3 separate regions of the Mus musculus genome follow, and regions 1 and 3 are each linked to region 2. Evidence: chromatin contacts called from public Hi-C and HiChIP or PLAC-seq data. All regions are on one chromosome and are shown on one strand. Each heading gives the region's core, a stretch centred on a gene start, on an enhancer-like site or on the middle of the called end of the contact. The rest is flanking DNA. Distances are from core to core; before and after follow the strand shown. Region 1 overlaps Fkbp9 (FK506 binding protein 9). Region 2 holds the start of Kbtbd2 (kelch repeat and BTB (POZ) domain containing 2). Region 3 overlaps Avl9 (AVL9 cell migration associated).

Region 1 (4,514 bases), core at 861-3,360, 82 kb before region 2:
GCAGGAAGAAATACAAGCTCAAAGCAGCGAGAACAAACTAACAATGGCAGGAGTCTTTAAACTCTCAAAGCCCACTCTGACTGCCATGCTTCCACTAAGGCCGTACCTCCCACAAGACAGCAGCGCCAACTGGGGACCAATACCATGGGAGACATCACATTCAGACCAGTCACAGTAGGTTCCTCTGTGACTAAGTCATGCAAAGTTAGGGACCTTCTCCAGATCCCATTCCTGATCTCTTTGCTGCTTGGCTTTTGTAGGTTTAGTTTCTACTGTGATCTATTTGAACCTGACTGTAACATGTAAACTTCAGATCCTTCAGGCAACTAAGTGGTGTGCCCTAAAGACACCATGTATGATCTGACTGCTCACTGTGAAGAGCAGTCTCTAGTTCAACCAGAAGGGACAGAAAGGCAAGGTTAAATGATACAAAAATCTCTTATCCTTACTCTCCATTGGTGTTTTTGTTTTTGTAATAAGTAACATGTGAAAGAGCAAAAGTATTTAACGTGAAGTTTAGTGATCTAAGGACTGAGAACACACTTAAGAGTATTATGTTCAAAGGAAAGAACAGCATCAGCCTATAGGTGAAACTGCAGGGGTTTATAAGCCAGAGGTTGGGGCTAGGTACGGAGGTACTTTCCTAAAACCCCAGTACTCAGGACAAAACAAGAGAATCATGAGTTCAGAGCCAGACAACTACACAGCACCTGTCTCAGAAAACAAAAACAAGAGTCCTGCAGATCCAAAACTGCAGGATCTCCATGACACAGAACAATAACAGGATATCCAAGAGGAGTCCCTGTGAGGATCCAGTACTAATGGTGTCACAGAAGCCAGAGACCTCATACCAGACCAATGATTCATTGAAATGAACACTGCTAGTAAAGATATATGGACAGAGGGATATACTATGTGACACTGTATACACAACGAAATGTTCTCTATACTCTGTGAGTTTCACATCATGCACCCCAATCCCACTGTCCCTTTGTATGGGCCTCTGCCCTTGCAGCCTCCCTGCCCCCAAAAGAAAATAAAAACAAAAATTAACAAACAAACAAACAAACAAACCAAAAACAAAGAATCAGTTAAGAAATTAAGAAGAGTAGCTGTCTCTTGTGAGACTATGCCGGGGCCTAGCAAACACAGAAGTGGATGCTCACAGTCAGCTATTGAATGGATCACAGGGGCCCCCAGTGGAGGAGCTAGAGAAAGCACCCAAGGAACTAAAGGGGTCTGCAACCCTACAGGTGGAACAACATTATGAACTAACCAGTACCCCGGAGCTCTTGACTCTAGCTGCATATGTATCAAAAGATGGCCTAGTCGGCCATCACTGGAAAGAGAGGCCCATTAGACACGCAAACTTTATATGCCCCAGTACAGGGGAACGCCAGGGCCAAAAAGGGGGAGTGGGTGGGTAGGGGAGTGGGGGTGGGTGGGTATGGGGGACTTTTGGTATAGCATTGAAAATGTAAATGAGCTAAATACCTAATAAAAAATGGAAAAGGAAAAAAAAAAGAAATTAAGAAGAGTAGGATGAGAAGAGAAGGAAGGAAAAGAAAAAAGAAAATGGACTTCAAGAGCCCCAGTCACAATGCTGTCACGTGGACAGTGGATTGGTAGGTGCAGATTAATCTAAGAAAACCTGTTGGGTGCTGATGCAGCATCTAACACAAGTCATGGCACATTGTACAGTGTGGGCCACGGAGCTAAAGCTGTGACTTGTTCACAGTAATTAAATGTGCTGGATGAACCAGCTGTTCCAAGCTGGCCTGAGACCAAAGCAGACTACTTGCATAGCCTTCTGCATGCTCCTCCACCTAGGTGACCCAGGGTCTCCCCAAACTTCATTCTTCACAAATTGCATATTTTGTGAGGCCAACCTGGGGGGACCCAGTCCCTGCAGTCTTTTCTGTCTGGCTTAGGTTGGGGTTCACCTGCTGGGAGCCAATGGTAGGCAGCAGACAGGAAGATGAGAAGAGATGCTATCTCTTATTCTTCACTAGACTGCAATGCCAGCCATGCTCTGTGTGTAACTAGTTGCCTCAACACACACATTCAGGCAGCTCTGCTCCAGCTGATTCACCTTAAACCCGAGACACAGGAGTGGCAAACAGCTTCCAGCTATTACTAAGCAACCCTATCTTCACAGTATCTCAGCATTTTCTGCTCCCCTAGGCCCTGCCCACAACTGTAAATAGCCCTTTCTATGAGATTATCTAGTGAGTTTCCTGCCAGTACCAGCTTCCTCCCACCCCCACCCAGATGCCCCACTGCCCTGCACAAGTTTTCTGCTGTCCTGCCAAGTTTTTGTCAAGGGGACTTCAACCACACAGTGCATTCTCATAATATCCTTTGGACTTTCAAATAAAATACCATAAAGCCAGATGATATGATTCAACATTTTATGTCAGAAAAAAAGAAGTCAGTTTTCCAACTATATTCCACTGAATGAGTGCACAGCATTTGCATGAACTATCTCAGGGCAACATCAGTACAAAACAGTTTAACTTTGTAAAAAACGCCATTTCAAACGGAAATGTCCTGATTACGTCAGAGTGAGTGCCAACATCATTGGTATCTGAGGACATAAAGTAGGAGCATAGCTACCACATGGTGTGGGAATGGGCTAGCCTTTTCTACAGCAGGAGACCTCAAATTGCCTTCCAAGACACAAATGGGGGGGGGGAGAACAGAAAGTGTCACCTTCATTTGTTGGGATAACACATCCACTTTAGTCACAGTAGAATTTTCTGTTGGCCGACCAGTGAGACCCAGCCATCATGTATCTCCCCAAAGGAATAGAGTGGAGAAAGAGAAAGCCAATCCTATGTAGAAAATGCAGGTCAAATCCTCTACTCATGGACTAAAGACAGCTTCCATTTGGTCTGTGTTTTTCCTGTCCAGGAGACTCCTGTTAACCTTTAAGTGACAGACACTACCAATTGGAGGGCTGCCAGTGTAGAGAGTGAACTGGAAAGCATGAAAATGGAGATTTGTAGGGAAGGTGACAGGATGGCTGTCGCACGGGGCCTGGTATCACCAGAGCTTGCACAGAACACTGAGAAGAGCAATGGCTGCTGTCAAGGACACTTGCTGAAACATGTGTGCCTTTATCTTTCTGCCCATGGTGAACTTTTTTGAAGACACTAGCAAGACTTTTAAACCAAATCGTTTCTTTAGGTAGACACCTGGGTACTTCTTCTGTTTCCTCCATGACAGCTACATCTTCTATGAAATAATTTTCCTTTATTAACACAACCTCCCAGAAGACTCACAAGTGCAATTGGTGCTTCAGACCAATTGCATTTGTGCCAAAGCACTATATACAGATTCTCTTTACTGTCACTGGAAATCCACCCAAGTCCTCACCGTGGGCATCAGCCACCCCCCACTGTCTGCACCAGGTACTACATGGCCCACCTAATTCTGGCTACTCTCAAACCTTCCTAGAAAGCTTCACACCTTGACAGCATGCTCCGCCACGACAGGTCGCTTGGTGTCATGCACTCCTTGGCACACACTGATCTGTGTCAGGCTTACAGTTCATCATGTTTGGCTTCCTGATCCTTCAGTTTAAATTCCTCAGCCGTGACCTTCCCATCTCCATTCCGGTCCTGGTTGGTGAACATATTCTTCACGATCATTTCAGCATTAAAGCCAGGAGCCAGCTTCCCTTTGCCTGTTGCCACTTGGGCATGAATGTACTCTGAGAACTGGAAAGGGGACAGGACAAATGTGAGAACAGCAGAATTGGGCACGCAGAGCCAAGCCTGAAATACTATGGCATGAGGGCGGGTAATGGGGGGGTGGGGGAACTGAAAAATAAGAGTCCACACTTGCAAACCAAGTTGTTCTTGAGAACATGGCCTGGATTTCTTAGATGCAGATGAAAATTCCCCTGGACTACAGACTGGAGAAATGGATAAGCAGTTAAGAGCACTTAGCTCCAGGACTCAGGTTGGATAGTTCATAACCACCTGCACCTCCAGCCCCAGGGGAACCTGATGCTCTCTTCTGGGTTCCTCGGGGGGCCTGATATGTACATGCGCATATTCCCACACACATGCTTTTAAAACCAAAATACTATTGAAATGTTTTTAAATCCCTTGACTAGAGGACTTCAAGAGCCCTTGGGATCAAGGTATCCAATAGGCTTCAGCCACCAGAACAGCTTTAGCTTCTGACCTGAGGTTGACCTCTCCAGAACAGTGTTATACCTACACACTCATTCATTCATTCATTCATTCATTCATGATAAAAACCTACCAGCAGTCACGATGTGCCGAGCATCATTCTAAAGACATGAGATACAGCACAAACAAAACTGCTCTTGCGATATTGACATTCTACATGAATATAGTAAGTAAATTATACCTTAAGTTATAAAATAGACCATTCCACTGAGAGAGAGAGGGAGGGAAGAGAAAGCAAGGTAAGGTTAACTTGGGAGGACAAGTTGAAACATAAATTTAGTGGTCAGAGCAGACTTGTGCAAAGACTTGAAG
Region 2 (4,346 bases), core at 546-3,045:
TTACAGATTCATAAAAAGTATAAAAAATATGAGCCCATGATGGCTCAGCAGGCAAAGAAGCCTGCTCTCCAAGCCTGGCAACCTTGAGTGCCATCTCTGGAAGCCACACAAGGGTGGAAGGAAATCTGCAAAGTGGTCCTCTGACTGCCACACAAGTGTGGTGGCATGAACACTGACCTCTCAAGAATCACATAGACACACACACTCACATACACGCACACACACATACTCACACACACACACACACACACACACACACACACACACACACATAGCATAAAAAGTAACAAAAGTAGAATGTTCTTTGAAAACCCCTCTAGTGACTTCCCATCTTAGATAACTATAGTATATTATCAAAACTATGAAGCTGGTATTAGCAAAAGCAATTAAATAGACTAAAAACCTTATTTGGACTACATCATCTTTTATATAAACGCTACTTTCTTTTTTCTTTTTTTTTCTTTTGTTTTGGTTTTTTTTTTTTTTTTTTTGGCAGGGACTCACTTACTGGCTGGCTTATAACAAGTAACTTGCTATTTAGACCAGGCTGTCCTTGAATTTATAGAAATCTGCCTACCTAACTCTGGCATACTGAGATTACAGGCCTATGCCACTATGCCCAGATTAAACTTTGTAAACTTTATCGTTATTGGGTCGTGACCTAGGAATTCCATATTCACGCAGTCAAGATGAAGAGCAGTCCCATTAACTACAAAGAAGTTCCTTGTGCTATGTGCTAGGTGTTCACAACGACGTCGGTCAACTAGATTTTCTTTGTATTATTTCAGGGAAGCAAAATTAGAGTGGATAGATACATTGTATACCAGCACGGTTAACTATATTTTCTTTGTATTATTACAAGACAGCAAAATGGAGTGGATAGATACATTGTATTTGAGAGCAGACAAGATTTTCTTTGTATCCTTACAGGGAAGCAAGATAGATGCATTGCATTGTAATGCTCTGTAATGCATTCTGAGGGCCTGTTAACCCCCTCTACCAAACCAGCACTTTTAAATAGTCTGGTGTCGTTCATGTGCTCCTGTTAAAATTTGAACTCACTATTTAGCGAAGGACAGCCGGGAATTCCTGATATCCTTTCTCTAGCCTCCTGCCATCTGGGATTAGAGGTGTCTGTCTCTTTGCCTAATGCTTTATATGTGGCCATTCTTATTTTCAAAACTGGACTTGTTCTAACAGTTGAAGTTAGGAAGTAGGCAATTCTGAACGTTTTTTGTTTCGTTTTCGTTACATGTATCTTTAGGCAAATCTATAACATTTTTGCTTGCCAACAAGTCTCGCAGACCACAGGCACTTGCTACTTCAAGGCTTTGCTTTGAAATCTGGGGCATGGAGGGTGTCTGCTGCATTGCAGTAAAAACTGGCTGGAGGCATCATTTGTGGAGACCGTCCTCTGCACCCATTCGCTTCCAAACTGCGGGTTATCTCGATGGTGCCAATACTTCCAAGGCCTTAGCAAGCGGAACTTCTGAAAGCGATGGAGGCTGGAACTAAGGAAAGCAGCCCATATAGCAAACGGTCCAATGTCCTCCTCCCCTAACTTCAGCTTCCCGGGGTGCAGTGCTGGCCCCCACTCTGGCCCAGCCTGCAAATGTCTGTATCTCGGGTGGACACCTCAAACACGAACAACTGCGGCTGCACAGAAGTCCAAGTGCCGCTGAATAGAACTTTGGGAACTGATTTTTCTAGGCCATCCCTGAGGATGGGTGGCCGGCGCGACCCCGCTCTGCTACGCGCACGCGCCTTAGCAGCCCGGGAAGCCCGGACCCAGACGCCAGCGTCACCTCGCGCCGCCTCCGCCCTTCCTGCTTTCCGTTTCCTTCCCGCGCCTGCGCGGCTCCGATTGTTTTGGCTTTCCGGTGGGGCAGAGGAAAAGGGCGCGGTGAGCCAGATGAAGGCGGGGTCCAGCCGCGGGCACCCGGGAGCCCGCAGAGCCGCTGCTGGAGCGGGCGCGGGCACTGGCGCGGGCGGCAGGCCGTGACGGCCCAGCCCAGGAGGCGCGAGGAAGCGGAAGCGGGGGCGGAAGCGAGCGGCCCGGATCCCCGCAGCGCCACGCCCCCGCCGTGCGTGCGGCCGCGTGAGTGCAGCCCGGCGGAGCGGCGCGGTGAGCTGGGCGACCGGGGACGAGGTGAGCCCGGCCGGGCGCGAGGCTGGCGGGCGGCCTTTGTGGCCCGGGGCGGCGGCGGCGGCTTTCAAACTGGGGCGCTTCCGCCGAGCGCGCGGTGTTTCCGGCGCGGCCTTGCGCGAGCTGCGGGGCTCGGGGCGGCGTCCTTTCTGAGGGAGAGCTGTTTTGCCCGGCTCGTGTCGCGGCCGCCGGAGAAGGGCGACCGCGTCCTTGCCCTTTTTTTTTTTTTTTTAAAAAAAAAAAAAGTATTATTATAATTCTTTTTCTTGGCACATCGGCAGTAACCAAGAGTTAGCCAGGTTAGCCGGGGTCCTGTTGTCCTCGGCCTGCTTGTGCTCTGCTGTGGGAAGGGGAAGCTGCACTTTGAAACCTGTTTGCTTTAGACGGAAATCATGGGTTGGAACTGGACGCTAAGTCGGCCGACTGGGCGCTGCTGTCGTGTGCTCTCCCCCACTTCCCGCCCCGCCAAGCGCCTGGCCTAGTAGCTCTTAAGATTCCTTTTTTTTATAGCTACCTAAAGGAAAAGGGATGCGTATTCTCCGGGCTGTAGATCTCTAGAATTTCTTTGGTGGCCTCTCTTTAAGTTAAGCAAGGAATTAAGATAGTAAACTTGAAAGACTTTGCTTTGTGAACAGCTATATCAGCTTTGTGAAAACGAGGGGGGAAAAAAAAGACAGTGCTGGTCACGTGTTGTTTATACATGAATCTGTAAGTCTGGCTCACTGAGCAGACACTGAGGAACGGCCCTATCAGCGGTGTGCTCTGACTGAAATTATATTTTCTTCCTGTGAGTTAATACAGTTTATTTTAGTTTCTTCATTTCTTTGGAGTTGTGAATTCTTCCCCAGATTTGAGTAATATAGACCAGATCTTTTGCAGGTGAGAATGACTTCGTCTAGTCAGACTGTGGATGAAGCTTTTATTTGTAATCTAAGATCCATTTGAAAAGCCAAGTCAGTTGTTTTTCCCAGCCTCTGTGATGTGAAACGTTGCTGTTCGTTTCGTCTGTCTGATAAGGTTATGCCTTTCTGCTTTGCTCTTTTGTTGGTTTAACGCTTTTCTAGGTTCCTTTAGATCAGGGCCAGAAATCTTAAGAGAGGGTATATAATTCTTGGCAACTACGGCTTTTCCGTTGAGCATTCTTTGTATGTAATCCGTGTGTTTCCACACTTATTTCCTCTCTTCAGATAAGTACTGTAATTATTCTCTATTTTATTTCCATAAGTACAGTGCTGTAAAATATGCTAACTTTACAAATACTGTAAGGAGGTGACAGAAATAATAGGAGTCGTAGTAGTTATTAGTGAGGCCACAGTAGAGTTTTCTTTATTAGATAGCAGAAATAGTTAGCATTTCTTAAGTTTCTATGCCTTGAGTGATTTAGATGTTTAAGTTCCTAGAAACCTGATTTGTCTCTTGAGGTAGACTGTGTTAATAGTGTAACGCAGGCTTGCCTTAAAGTCCTGCTTCAGCCTGGGGTTTGCAAACTACTACTAGCATGCCGTGCCCTATTGACTGCAGTCTTGAAAGCCAAAAGATACCTGGTTTTCCATAGATTTGCATGCTATTTAGAAAATAGTTGACAACCACCCACCCACCCCTTCCCTGCAGCATTCCTAAGACAGTTGGGGCTGAGAAAATGGTGGGTTTTGCTGTCCTGAAATGTGTCTTGTTATACATAGGTCTTGCCCTGTATTGCAGAGTTTGAATAAAACAGATACTTATGTAACTTGGAGCGTTGATTGGCAGGCTGGTTCAAGCACTTAGGTGTATGAAGGGTATTCTTGATGCTTTGGCAGGATTTGAGTTCTTAGATCATTTTATGGGAAGGAGAGATTGTCATGGGAGATTGGAAACAATGTACTGGGACCATCTTTATTTACGCCACTCATATAAATGACAGTAGTGACTTGTGCCTTTCATTGCAAGCAGGGGCTTCCAAGAACTTTACCTCTGTGGTTTACTTATTTTTGTAGCACTGGGGATGCTAAGCAAGCCCCCTACTTTTATTACTGAGCTATAGTCCCAGCCAGCCCTTGGTTTGTTTTTTAAGTGACAAGATCTTGCTCGGTAGGCTAAGGTTGGCCTGGACTACCAGGATTCATCTCCTCCTCTGCCTGCTGGGGAGAGGGCACACTTGGCATCAAGCTTTTATTTAGTTTTGTGTGTCTGTAAGGAAACATATTTTAGTAGTCACAGT
Region 3 (4,477 bases), core at 1,887-4,386, 65 kb after region 2:
GTCTACAAAGTAAGTTATGACAGCTATGCCAGTGCCTGGCAAATACAGAAGTGGATACTCACAGTCATCTATTGGATGGAACACAGGGCCCCCAATGGAGGCGCTAGAGAAAGTACCCAAGGAGCTGAAGGGGTCTGCAACCCTATAGGTGGAACAACAATATGAACTAAAACCAGTACTCCCAAAGCTCATGTCTCTAGCTGTATATGTAGGAGAAGATGGCCTAGTCGGCCATCATTGGGAAGAGAGGCACCCTGGTCTTGCAAACTTCATATGCCCCAGTACAGGGGAACACCAGGGCCAAGAAGTGGGAATGGGTAGGTAGGGGAGCAGGGCAGGGGGAGGGTATAGGGGACTTTCGGGATCGCATTTGAAATGTAAATGAAGAAAATATCTAATAAAAAATTGAAACAAACAAACAAACAAACAAACAAAAAGGGAGCTGGCAAGATGGGTAAGGGTGCTTGTTGCCAAGCCAAACCTGACAACCTAGGTTGAATACCACAACACACAATGGGGGGTACACTCTCACAGGTTGTCCTCTGACCACCAGCATGCCATGGCTTACACCATCCCTCTCCCCAATGTTAAAATTAAAATAAGGAAAGAAAACCAGGCTAAAGGAAAAAAAAATATTGCCAAAAGGAAAATTAAAATGGAAATATTAACCCTAATGAGTTTACTTTTTGTATACTTTTATTATTAAAAGGTCAAAATTTCAATAACAATAAGCAAAAGTAGTAATGGTTATCCTCTTACCTGGAAAAAGGGATAACACAGTCATTAGTGCACCCACCAATCTATTCACTGGAGAAATGTAAAACAGAACCTGAAATGGATGAAAATGAAATTAAACTACAAAATTCACAAGGCTGTAATAATAAGGGGAGGATTCTTTGCATAAGAATAAGACTTTAAAAAGCCCATGAGCAGATGTACAGCTTAGTCTTCATGTGGAATCCCTAACAACTGGAACAGAGCTGTCTCTGACTCTACTGCCTGCCTTTGGATCCTTTTTCCCTAACTAGACTGACTCCTATAGCCTCAGTTGAAGATGCACCTAGTCCTGCTGCAATCTGATATGCCATGGAGGGTTGGTATCTATGGGAAAGACTGGGAGTAAGAGAAGGAGAAGAAGCTGCTATCAGGATGCAAGGCAAAGCAAAGCAAATAAATAAATAAATAAATAAATAAATAGTTGTCCTCTGACTTTATATATATATGCTTTGGTGACTGTGGGAATGCAAAAGCGCACCCGCACACACACACACACACATTGAGTTAACCAGACTTTGGGTCTGGTTAATTTCATGATTTTTTAAAAAAAAATTTCAAGTTCTTTATAATAAGGTTTTAATAAATAAAAATATGTAACTTAAAAAATACTGCAGACAGACACCAAATGACCATGGGAGATTGTTGGGCAACTGAATAGTCACAACATTTAGATTCATTGTCCCACAAATCATTGATTAAGGTAGTTTGTCGACTTAACCAAATGATCAAAATTCTTATTACCAAGAACCATACAGTTGTGTCACATTCTGAGGTCATATCATCATTGATCTAGTATCTTGCTAAATATGTTTAAAATGAAAGTAACCACAGGAAAACAATCATATATTTAATTCTGTAATACTTGACTAGATTCTCTTTAAAAGTGCCAATCGCACCCACTTCAACACCACAGATACTAAAATTGGAACTAAACAGAGAAATGACTCCTTGCAAAGATGATGTGCAAATTCATGAAGCATTCCATAATTTAAAAAAGTGCCAATCATGAGGATTGAAGTGCAGGTTCCAATGCCCCCACATAACAAGCTTGTAAATAGCAGCTCTGAGGTGGGCAGAGCCTAGCTGATTGCTGAGGCCTGCTGGTTTCCTGTATATCTGAAAGAATAGTCCCAGGTTAAAAGAGATCCTGACTCAAAATGAATAGGGTGATTGATAGACGAGGATACCCATTACCCTCTGCTAGCCTCAGCATGCAGGCACAGGTGCACATGCCTGTGTATAAGTGTACATACACCCATACAGATAAAGATCAATTAAAAAGTCCCAATGTCATGAAATTCAAGAAGAAATGGGAAAAAGCGGCAGGACTAAGAAGATAGTCAAGTGGTTAAGAAAGTATACTACTTTAGCAGAAGACCTGAGTTAGGTCCCAGCACCCACATCAGGTGGTCCAAAAATGCTTATCAGTTCCAGAGGATCCAAAGATCTCCTGGATTTTGGGCATAGCTGCACTCATATACACAGATACACACAAAAACATACAGTTAAACATAAGATAGATCTTTAAAAAATGAGTATGAAGTGATGATAGTACAATTTGACCTGGAGTTAGATGTACTATCATTGTGCTATAGAGTAATTTGACATTAGCAGGAACTAGAAACGTAATATAGGATTCTTGACTGGTTCCTCGATAAAAAAGAACTGCCTATACATTTTATCATTTTATCTATAAAGTTAATTAGAGACACCCTCATTATCTTTCTATAAAGACATTGAAAACCCAGCTCAACATTCTTTAAATCTGTAATTTTTATACAAGATAAATTACTAAGAGATTGATGGGGGCTGGAGAGATGGCTCAGCAGTTAAGAACACTGACTGGTCCTGAGTTCAATTCCCAGCAAACACATGGTGGCTCACAACTATGTGTAATGAGATCCGATGCCTTCTTCTGTCATGTTTGAAACAGCAACAGTGTACTTACACATATATAAAAGAAATAAAATCTTAAAAAAAGAGAGAGATTGATGGAATAGGCCAGAGATATCAGAGAAATAAATGCAGACTAAAGTACACCATAAGTAAAATTTAAGAGTGTGAAAGTCAGGTAGTTACTGTGCAGCCCAGGCTGTTCTGGAACCTGCCATAATTCTCCTGCTTTAGCCTTCTAAGGGCTGAGATTACAAGCCTGTGATACTATGTCTGGGTTTCTTTTTGTTCTTTTCTTTTTAAAATAGAGCACCAGAATTATTAAAAATTAAATCTTAGTTTCTGTGGTTTTGTCTGCATGAACAATGTGTGCTGCTGGGTGCTTGCAGCAAGGCAGAAGAGAACATCAGACACCCTGGTACTGGAATTATAGATGGTTATGAGCTACCATGTGGGTACTGGGAATCAAACCCTATGACTGAAAAAATAGCTAGTGCTCTTAAATGCTGAGTCATTTCCTATGAGCCAGCCCCTATGCCTGGGTTTTTAATCTTTATTTTGTGTTCATTTTTATGTGTTCATGTACACATCTCAATGTGTGTGGAAGCTGGAGTGAGGCATCAGGTGTCTTTTCCAATTGCTTCTCCACCTTATTACATTTTAGGACAAAGTCTCTAATTTAAATCTGGAGCTCACAGACTGGCCAGATGGGCTAGCCAGCAAGTGACAGATTTCAGCCTCTATTTCTCCAGTGCAGAGCTTTCAGAACGTGCTCCTATGCCAGCTTGTCTTTTCACATGGGCACTGGGGATCTGAGCTCAGGTGCTTGTACTGCATCACAAGCACTCTCCTGACTGAGCCACTTCCCCAACCCCTAGTGTCCTAATTAGAGTAAAACTCCATTCTCCTAAGTCCCCACAATGATACTTAACACTTCATTGACAAAAAAATTCTCTACTTCACACGGTGTATTATAATTACATTATTTCTAGGCAAATAAAATTAACATAAGGAACTAAAAGAAAAATAAATCAGCTATCAAGGACATTATTATAGCTACAAGTGGTAATGTATGCTTCTAATCCCAGGATTCAGATGTTAGAGGCAACAGGACTATAAGTTTTCAAACAGCCTGGATCACATTTAAGATCCTGTCCTAGCCCCACTCCCCAACCCCCCCCAAAAAAAGGAAAAAAGAAAGAAAAGGAGGTTAAAACATCTAGGGAAACTTGAAAACAGACTGCATTTTTATTCTACGGCCTTCTTTCAGTGAATCTGTATTTGTTTATAAAATAGGATCATAGTTAATAGAACACAGGACTGGAGAAATGGCTCAGTGATAAACACTGACTGATTTTGCAGATGATCAGGTTCAGTTCCCAGCACCCACACAGCAGTTCACAACCTTATATAACTCCAGTTCCAGGGGATCTGATACCTTCTTCTGATACTCTGGGGGCACTAGGTACACATGTAGTACATATATACAAATACAGGCAAAACACTCACACTATTTAGGTAAAAATAAATGAACCTAATGTGCCATGAAACATCTTGATAATAAAAAGTATTTGGGAATGTTTATTGTTTGGAGTTAAATGGGACACACAAAATAATTAGCTACTGATTTTTAACTCATTTTAAATGACTCTTTCCGGTAGTTTGCATTCAACCCAGATTAATTGTGAAAAAAAAAAATCTCTATTGAGAGAATTACTGGGGCAAAGGAACAATTCGCTTAAGGTAATAAGCCATAATGAACATAGTGCATGGCTGATCCCTCAATATTCCCTTTACTTTAGGTGCA

What was found. Hi-C and Micro-C count contacts between places; a contact is called where the count stands out from the background. HiChIP or PLAC-seq counts read pairs in DNA pulled down with a chosen protein or histone mark.
Region 1: a contact with region 2 is called in a Hi-C map of the G1E-ER4 cell line, with 2.3 times the contacts expected there. The contact joins the enhancer-like site here to the promoter of Kbtbd2 in region 2. A contact is called at or near these places in 2 of 39 promoter capture datasets (the C10 cell line and pre-B cells), 1 of 15 datasets of contacts at CTCF or cohesin (CD8 T cells), 8 of 484 Hi-C or Micro-C datasets (B cells, the G1E-ER4 cell line, the HPC-5 cell line and 4 more), 8 of 115 datasets of contacts at active chromatin or transcription factors (the SCID.adh cell line, bone marrow-derived macrophages, embryonic stem cells and 2 more) and 4 of 9 other capture datasets (adipose tissue, liver, macrophages and 1 more).
Region 3: an H3K4me3 HiChIP or PLAC-seq map of bone marrow-derived macrophages shows a contact between it and region 2, with 3 times the contacts expected there. The contact joins the enhancer-like site here to the promoter of Kbtbd2 in region 2. A contact is called at or near these places in 2 of 39 promoter capture datasets (the C10 cell line and pre-B cells), 46 of 484 Hi-C or Micro-C datasets (the 3T3-L1 cell line, 3T3-L1-derived adipocytes, B cells and 35 more), 7 of 115 datasets of contacts at active chromatin or transcription factors (the 230-238 cell line, CD8 T cells, the SCID.adh cell line and 2 more) and 3 of 9 other capture datasets (adipose tissue, liver and pancreatic islet).

The regions. Positions count from the first base shown.
Region 1 is chr6:56,877,242-56,881,755 of GRCm38.p6, reverse strand. Fkbp9 (FK506 binding protein 9) reads right to left here. Exons shown (of 10, transcript NM_012056.2): 10 at 2,396-3,722. The coding sequence ends at 3,546. Among named protein-coding and RNA genes, the nearest start is that of Nt5c3, 44 kb to the left of the region's middle. Within about 2 kb of position 2,110, at least 41 of the 459 cell types and tissues checked have an H3K27ac peak or open chromatin away from gene starts, as enhancers often do. A contact at or near this core is called in the G1E-ER4 cell line, the SCID.adh cell line, memory CD8 T cells and 2 more, where this site is marked.
Region 2 is chr6:56,795,262-56,799,607 of GRCm38.p6, reverse strand. It overlaps Kbtbd2 (kelch repeat and BTB (POZ) domain containing 2), which reads left to right and starts at 1,795. Exons shown (of 4, transcript NM_001362210.1): 1 at 1,795-2,149. It overlaps Gm10209 (oleosin-B6), which reads right to left. Exons shown (of 2, transcript XM_030255710.1): 2 at 1,182-2,361. The coding sequence ends at 1,564.
Region 3 is chr6:56,731,715-56,736,191 of GRCm38.p6, reverse strand. Avl9 (AVL9 cell migration associated) reads right to left here. Exons shown (of 16, transcript NM_030235.1): 9 at 760-829. Among named protein-coding and RNA genes, the nearest start is that of Avl9, 19 kb to the right of the region's middle. Within about 2 kb of position 3,136, at least 21 of the 459 cell types and tissues checked have an H3K27ac peak or open chromatin away from gene starts, as enhancers often do. A contact at or near this core is called in Th1 cells, bone marrow-derived macrophages and embryonic fibroblasts, where this site is marked.